3 separate regions of the Gossypium hirsutum genome follow, and all the other regions are linked to region 1. Evidence: chromatin contacts called from public Hi-C data. All regions are on one chromosome and are shown on one strand. The core of a region is the stretch at or near the end of the contact, and the rest is flanking DNA. Distances in the headings are between cores, read along the strand shown.

The links. Hi-C and Micro-C count contacts between places; a contact is called where the count stands out from the background.
Region 2: a Hi-C map of leaf shows a contact between it and region 1, with 2.3 times the contacts expected there. The contact joins two enhancer-like sites. A contact is called at or near these places in 7 of 34 Hi-C or Micro-C datasets (anther, callus, cotyledon and 3 more).
Region 3: a Hi-C map of leaf shows a contact between it and region 1, with 4 times the contacts expected there. The contact joins two enhancer-like sites. A contact is called at or near these places in 10 of 34 Hi-C or Micro-C datasets (callus, cotyledon, hypocotyl and 1 more).

Annotation. Positions count from the first base shown.
Region 1 is chrA02:97,786,176-97,788,875 of Gossypium_hirsutum_v2.1, reverse strand. No RefSeq gene overlaps it. Among protein-coding and RNA genes, the nearest start is that of LOC121209967, 3.1 kb to the left of the region's middle. Within about 2 kb of position 1,290, at least 4 of the 9 cell types and tissues checked have an H3K27ac peak or open chromatin away from gene starts, as enhancers often do. A contact at or near this core is called in hypocotyl and leaf, where this site is marked.
Region 2 is chrA02:97,822,755-97,825,454 of Gossypium_hirsutum_v2.1, reverse strand. No RefSeq gene overlaps it. Among protein-coding and RNA genes, the nearest start is that of LOC121209967, 34 kb to the right of the region's middle. Within about 2 kb of position 1,399, at least 4 of the 9 cell types and tissues checked have an H3K27ac peak or open chromatin away from gene starts, as enhancers often do. A contact at or near this core is called in hypocotyl and leaf, where this site is marked.
Region 3 is chrA02:97,840,305-97,843,004 of Gossypium_hirsutum_v2.1, reverse strand. No RefSeq gene overlaps it. Among protein-coding and RNA genes, the nearest start is that of LOC107951736, 47 kb to the left of the region's middle. Within about 2 kb of position 1,329, at least 4 of the 9 cell types and tissues checked have an H3K27ac peak or open chromatin away from gene starts, as enhancers often do. A contact at or near this core is called in hypocotyl and leaf, where this site is marked.

The DNA.
Region 1 (2,700 bases), core at 41-2,540:
GTATATTTTGGACCTTGTAGACCCACGTTAGAGTTGTAAAGGTGAAATTTTGAAAGGTTTTTAATTTGTTCGCATTTTTAAGACTCGGGAAAGTTTGTGCGCTTATGAATAAGTTAGTAATGCCTCGTATCCTGTCCCGGTGTCGGACACGGGTAAGGGGTGTTACATGTTAGACACGGGCTACTGGCACGACCATGTGATTTTTTGGTAAAAAAGAACACTTAGGGTCACATAGCTCCAGTATGTTACACGGGCCAACCACACAATCGTGTGACTATTGGAGGACATAGCCGTTTTTATGCTACACGATCTAGACAAAAGGTCATGTGTCTCTTATTTTACATAAATGTCCTTATCTTTTGAAAATATTACAATTTGATCCTTGTTTGTTCTCAGGTCAACTTTAGAACTCACGTAAGCTTGTATAAGACTCGAACAAAATTTTAAATTGTATTAAATGGTTAAAGTTATTGAATTTTGATTGTTAATTGTTTATAATTGTTCCATTTTGTATTGTAGTATTCTATAACTCGATCCCGACGACAGGGACAGACAAAGAGTGTTACTCGAACATTTAGCAAAGTTGATTTTATCATATCTACAAATTAATTATTATATATATTTAATCGATGAATTTAAATAATAAAATGTACATATTAAAATTAAAATATATAAAAATGTTTTATTTTTAATCCGAGATGTTATTAGACATACCTAAAGAATAATTATCCCAAACCATGATTTATAGAAATTTATTATAAAATAAATGTCGCAAGAATTCTTTAGTTATATATTAAATAATCGATTATTATTCTCCATACACTTAGAAATTCATCCAAATAATTATAGTTAATATAAATTTATAAATAAATAAATAAAAACTAAAGATACTATTTTCTAAAAAAAATTCTATAAAATTAATAAATGTATTAAAAAGACTCGAAATGATGAAGTTGTGGGCCCCTAACCCCCCAAGGAGCCCGGACAATTGGGCCCCTTTGATAGCAACACCTGACAGCCCCTCTTCCGCCTCGATATTTTAAACTCCACCACATTAGAACAGCGCGTGCACTCCAATCTAATTTATCTGACCACAAATGTAACAAAACAAATCATAACAAAATATGTAGTTTCCTCATAAATTCGATCACCCCAACTCTGCTAAATCTCCTATAAATTTAAAAAATTCAATTTCATTAAAAGAAAATTGAAAACACATAAGGAGAGGTTCATTTCAGGCAAAAAGGATTGATTAGTAAAGCTCAAAGAGAGGCGCGTGAGAGAGGTAGGGGAGAAATAAGCTATCACATGGTTGGTGGGAAGTAGACCCCACCCTCCACAATGTGCCACACGTCTTATGTCACATCAAACCAAAAAAAAATATCACAATCCCATAAATTTAATTTTTATTAATTAAATAAACTGCCCTTTGGATCCACCCAACCAATTGTTTTATTTTTCTCTTTCTTATGGCTCGGAAATTCGGCGGGTGTTTTTTTTTTTTTTTTTCTCTCCATCCAAACAAACTTTTCATGTCACCTTGATTTTTTTTACTCACTCAAAGATCCTTAGATGATAGTCATTCATAAAATCTCCATTTTGGTAAAATATTTAGGGTTCATTTTTTATATATATTGTAATTAAAAATTAATATTGTGATGGGATAATATTGTATAAACATTAAATGCAATTTTGATTCAAAATGTAAAATCTTTGACATGGGGTTTAATTCAAAATAAATAAATTTATATTAAAAGCAGAACATATTATATCAAAGGTCCCGATGTCTTAATTTTACTAATAAACCAAACACTCTTCAATTAATCTGTTTTAAATATGAAACTAATGGGTTTTTTGCTTTATAATTTGGAGTTTTCGTGTAATTAATTTAAATTATTTTTTTATTTTAACATTAATTTTATTATAGTTTTTTATTATATATTTTATTTTCTATAAAATTATCTATAGTCTATCCCTAATTTTTAAATAAAAAGATAATATATTTTAGTATACTCAAACTCATATCCTTTTATATTGACCAATACCATCTCAATCAACTTCTTGATTTAATTCTAAGTTTCATATTCTCATTCTACTAAAATGTAAAGTTTGTCTCTCAATTTTCGTGATTTATAATAACTGAAAATTTTACTTAGTTATGGTAAATACATAAACTTAAACGGTAGGTTTTTATTAATGTGTTGTCTGTCATAATTATTTTTGCTAATCCCCATTTTAAAATCAATGATGTCATTGTAAAATAGATAAATATTAAATTTATATGTGAATTTTATTTTAATATGTAATTTAATATATAAATTTTAATTTCATACAATTATACACATAAAACTTGAATTTTGATTTATATGTATATATGAAATTTTACTTTGATTTAATTATACACATTTAAAAATGATTATATATGTACATTTATTTTTATATTAAATTAATATAATTATTAATATAAAATTATATTAATTTAATAAATTTTTGACAACTAAATTAAGATAAAATTATACAAAAATTAATATTCATATCTCTATTAAATGTGGAGTAAGGGTAAGTTGTGAAATGGGTGAGTGACCTTTTGACTCAGCCACTGGGAGTGGGACCCCCTCTGTTTTTAAGTTATACTCACACACACGTAAACTGTTTGCTTTCCCATTCTGATTAATTTATTAATTAATCTATGAATAAAAG
Region 2 (2,700 bases), core at 150-2,649, 36 kb before region 1:
TAAATAGAACCTAACATTAAATTAAGCATTTCAACAGAAGCACTCCATTCCACCCTTCGATTGTCACTAGTCGCCAAGTTAAAGATAAAATGAGGATTACACGACCACCGTTCCTCCTGTACATCGATGTTAGGAAGAACTTTGACCCAATCCATAGACCTCAATTTGCACAAAAGAACAATCTCATCAACAGTCCAAACTTTTCATTTAAAAACAGATTGATTGCGAGCAAGCTAAAGCGTCCAAAGCAAAGTTGCCCGAATAAGTCTTCTTTTATAATGCTACAAAAATTTGTTTAAAAGCTGCACAAAATTAGTCAAGAAAGTGCCAACAAAAATAAATTAGTCACTGGTAATACATATAAGTCTTAGTTGATAGTTCTTAGAGGCACATTTTGTATAATTAATTATTGGTGTTCGCGGTCACTACTCACTTTAATTAATTAATTTCCACATGAATTAAATTCAGGAAATGGATCCAAGTAATTTAAATTACGGTAAATTATAAAAACAGTCTTTAGATTTACTTTAATCACTTGATTAATAATTTTTTCTGTTTAGTCACTTAATTTTTTAAAATTAAATATTTTAACCACTTTCTCATTAATTGTCGTTAAACAAGTAATAGAAAGCTGGCATAAACCCCTTTTTTTTATTAGCCTAATAACAAATTTAACCTTTCAATGTTTACACATTCTATCAATTTAATCCTAAATTTAAAAAAAATCATAAATTTAATCCTTAATATTTATAAAATTTATTATTTTAATTCTAATTCTAAAATTCAATAAATTTAACTCTTAATATAATTTAATTTAACAAAATCTTTTAAACAGTGATGTCGTAAATTAAAAAGGAAGGAGAGCTTAGAGGTTTCTTTTATGTCTTAAGCCGACTTTTTTTCTTTTTATTTTTTAACCTTTTGAATTCTATATAATAATAAAAGTACAAAAAAATAAAAAATAAAAACAGGGGAAAAAAAAAGCAACATCGTTATCTGACACACAAAAATTTAAATTTTAAGCTAAAATATTTAAATAAATTAACCAATTAATACAAGATATGAAATAGTCTTGATTCCGTGACAAAATTAAAGAACTTTACCAATAAAAAAATGTATAAAATAATAATATTTGAATAGAAAAACAACAACAATTACATCATAATTCATACTTGCACCAGGAATTGCATCAAAGCATCTATAAAAGTATAGAACAGAATGATCCTCGTGAAATTAATTGTATATAATTAATATAATAATTTAGTAATTCTTTGTCAAAAGAAAGAAAATTAATTAAAAAAAGGGGAACATCAACGGCCAAATTTGACCGGAGGTGGCGTAGAAGAAGGGTACAGCCATTGATAGCGACAGTAAATGGTCAACAGATTCGGAAAGTCGAACGAGACGTCGCCGTTCACGACAAATTACTGTTCAGAAAATGACCGACAATGACACCAACCTTTCACCAATCTTCTTTTTTACATGTAATATTATACTAAAACATGGATAAATTATGTAAAAACATTAATCTAAAAAAACAATTAAGTAATTAGGAGAGGGATTGGATGCGTTTTCATCCAATGGTCGAATTGTCAACGACCGGTTAATTTTTTTTCTATGTAAACTCAAATATTTTTTTCATTTTTTCATTCAAATTCAATTCTCTCAAGAATTTAGTTTTAAATTTTTAATTAAAATTCTCTTTAAGTTCTTCTTGATTTAATTCTATTTTTTTATTCGTTTTAATTTATTTTTGGAATAACAAATACTCTTATTTGTTTCGATCATAGCCACATTTCCGTGATTCAATTCAAATGGTAAGAAAATATTTTAAATTTTTAAATTTTTATTTATGTTCATTATTAAGTTGTCAAAAAGATATATATATTTTATAATCAGGCCGAAGATTGGATTTTGGAGACATTTATGCACAATCTATCTACGAGGCCATCGCGTATGATTGAACCTTATTTGGAAGTGGCGGGATTCTTGCACGTGTCTCTTATACGCAGGGGTGTAAATTGGACCCCCACACTTATTAGCATGTTGGTGGAAAGATGGAGACCCAAGACATACATATTTCATTTTACATGCGATGAGTACGCAATCACATTCAAGGACGTTCAATTACAGCTCGGTTTACCATTGGATGAGTCAGTCGTTATAGGATCAGTGGTCATTGACGCTTGTAGCGACATTTACAAACAACTGTTAGGCAATGTTGTAAGAAAATTTCCAAAATTTGCATGGGAGTTCGAGTCTCTTTAAAAGAGAATAACACGCCCAAACATACATCCTGAGGTTAATTAAATGTGTTTTAATGCCCGATAAATCTCGAACTCTATTACTTTTAAGGTGGCTGCTACAACTCCTCAACTTGAAAGAAGCTGGTCAACTAAGTTGGGGGTCAGCCGTGTTGGCGACTTGTACCAAGAGATGTTTCGGGTGACGCAACTAGAAAAAGTTAAAATTGGTGGTTGTGTACTCCTTCTGCAGTCATACGCATGGTTTCGGCTACTATTTTTACGTTCGCGAGCTAACTACCCTTCCCACTCATAACAAGGTAAAATTAATTCTATAATATAGTTATCATAATATTATTTAATTAGGCTAATTTTTGAAAACAATATTATTTGAATAAGTGGAACAATAGCTCGAGTTATATGGGACTACTAGAGCAGCTCAAAGATGTCCGGCTAC
Region 3 (2,700 bases), core at 80-2,579, 54 kb before region 1:
CAAACCATCTTTTCTTCTTTTTTTTTTTTATTTTTTATTATGAATAAAAAATGTAGCTTTTATACTTTTGTTTGCTTTTGTAGTGTACTACCTAGTATTTAATTTGAATTGGTAGTAAAATAGTGAGTGAAAGGCCAACAGTAAGGCTATTGTGAAGGTGTCACATGGATAGGGTGAGGTAATTGCTTGGTGTTTTTCTCAGAACCACCATGTCTGTCCTTCTGCCTTCCCATGTTTACATTTGAGTTTAGCGTCACACAAAGTTACTCCTTTCCTATTACCTATGCCAATATCTCACATTTCTTTCAATCACAAAACAATATTAACAACTATCACAAATTTAGTTGAGATCTATACTAAAATTAAATTATATATCTTTACGATAATAAAAAATATAATTTTATCATATATTAATTTAAGATTTTTTAAATTAAAAAAATGACTAAAAGTAAAATTTTTTATTTTAAGAGAGCTGAGATCCCCTGTCAACACCCTTTTTAGTTCCAACCCTATTTATCAAATAATTCAAATCATAAAAATTGTATGGTGACATATATGGCTAACTTTCCAATAAAGCAAGAAAATAAAAAATATTGGATGTAGTGGTAAGGGATGTTGCATTATTAAATAGAACACATAAGTTTAAATTTTAGAGATGATATTGTTACGAGAGACAATTATGAACCTCCAATATTAGCAAGTGTAACATCATGATTTTTAGTCTTTGTTTTTCGATACAATACTTAAAACTATTTATAATCCCTCATCAACCCTTAAATACGAGAATAATGTACTTTAGTGCACTCGAACCCTCGTATTCTTATATTAACAATAATATCAATATCAGCTGAGTTAAGACTTATAATATTATTTATTTTTTAATCATGCTATATTTAAAGTTAAACTTTTTCTTTTCATAACATACGTATTAATAATATGGTAGCTTGGCCATTCTGGAATAAAACTAGCAGCTGAACCCTAAAAGATCCCCCAAATGATGATTAAGCTAAGGTAGGACAGAATCATAAAACCCCTATATAATAGTGGTAAAGCCCAAATCCAAAAGTTGAAAGGTCATATCCATGTTCATGTACTATAATATTTCCATTTTCTAAAATTTCAACACAATTAAAATAAAAATAGGTAATATTAAACCATTGATCCAAATACAATGGCATATTTATTTAATTTATTTTTCAACTCCATGGGATGGGAAGCATTTGGTAGGTTCACCTTTGTCTCGTAGCAAACAAAGGTAAGGTAGTGCAGAATTTACGTGCAGAGCTAGCAATTTTAAATAATAAATAAAAATAAAATAAAATAAAATGGCAGCTATAGAGCTAGTCCTTACTGTCCCACTAGACTAGACTGTGGGCGCACTACTGTACTGGTTTCTCACATCATGACCTGTTAACTTTCTACTGGTTACATTTTTATTATGTGTACTATGTATTAATATTATTGTATTAACATAATTACTTATTTTTCTAATTTTAAAAAATTATTTTAATTGGATATGTAGTTTTTGTATGGTGGTAAGGAAATGTCTTTCAAAATTGAAGCCAGAGCTATTTTAAAATATCTTCTCTTAATTTGGAAAAAAGAGTTAAGATAAATTAAGTAGGAATGCGACAATATTTTTCTAGTGAAATCTCTATAGGTAGGTGGAGTTGTTAATAGTTTGATGGTTAAACTATGTTCGGTATATTGTCTTTTAGGCATAAGTTGGAAGGTACGTGTTTGTCATATTCTAATGGCACATAAAGATCATATAGCTAAGTGTGTGAATCTTAGTTTTATGAGTTTATGTATTTAATGAACTGTCATTATCTGTTCAATGGTTGTTTTTAGCTAATTGTAACAGCCCTTCACAAGCTTAAGTGTTGTTTGATGTAATAACAATTTACTATTATTTTCTACCAAAAAATTATTTAAAATTTTTAGCTTTTAAACTTATATTATTTATCAAATTATCCAAAAACAGATAAAAAAGTTAATATTTGTTAACTTTACTATGTGGCAACCCATGTGTATGTCACATTAGCAATTAACTAATTTTTTAACAATTAAAAATATTACACAAATATTTTTTTTATAAATTTGATAAAATTTTGATACTTTTAACACTTTTAATTTTTAAAAAAATTAATTTATATATATTTTAATTTTTTTTTAAAATTTATAAAATTAATTAATTGTCGATATGGCATCTTACAGTTAATAAATATTAGCTTTTTAACTCATCTTAAAGTAGTTTGACAAATAACACAAATTTAAATATTAAAAAAATAAAAGAAATTTAAATGAAAAATTAATATAACTTTTTTGTAAAATAAAAAAGTGAAATAAATAAATACTCTTATTATATTTTAGAGATTCTTACACCATTTGGCAATGTACATCGTGGGGGACAGAAAACAATTGCATTTGCAACCATTATTATTACAAAATTTAAACCCATTTTGTAATATAAAATTAAATTGTAATAAAATCTAGTAGAAAAAAAAAAGGAAAAAAATTAGGGTCCCCTCCCCTCCTACATGTTGGTATTGTGTTGAAATGGGTCCCATTTTGTTCATAGCACCTTTATGAAATGCAGGTATTGGTTGAAGGCATGTGATGTGGGTCCCTTTTGCTTTATTTGCATCAAAGCAACGTCGTTTTCATCAATGGGTCACTATCCACGTAAAAATTTGCAGC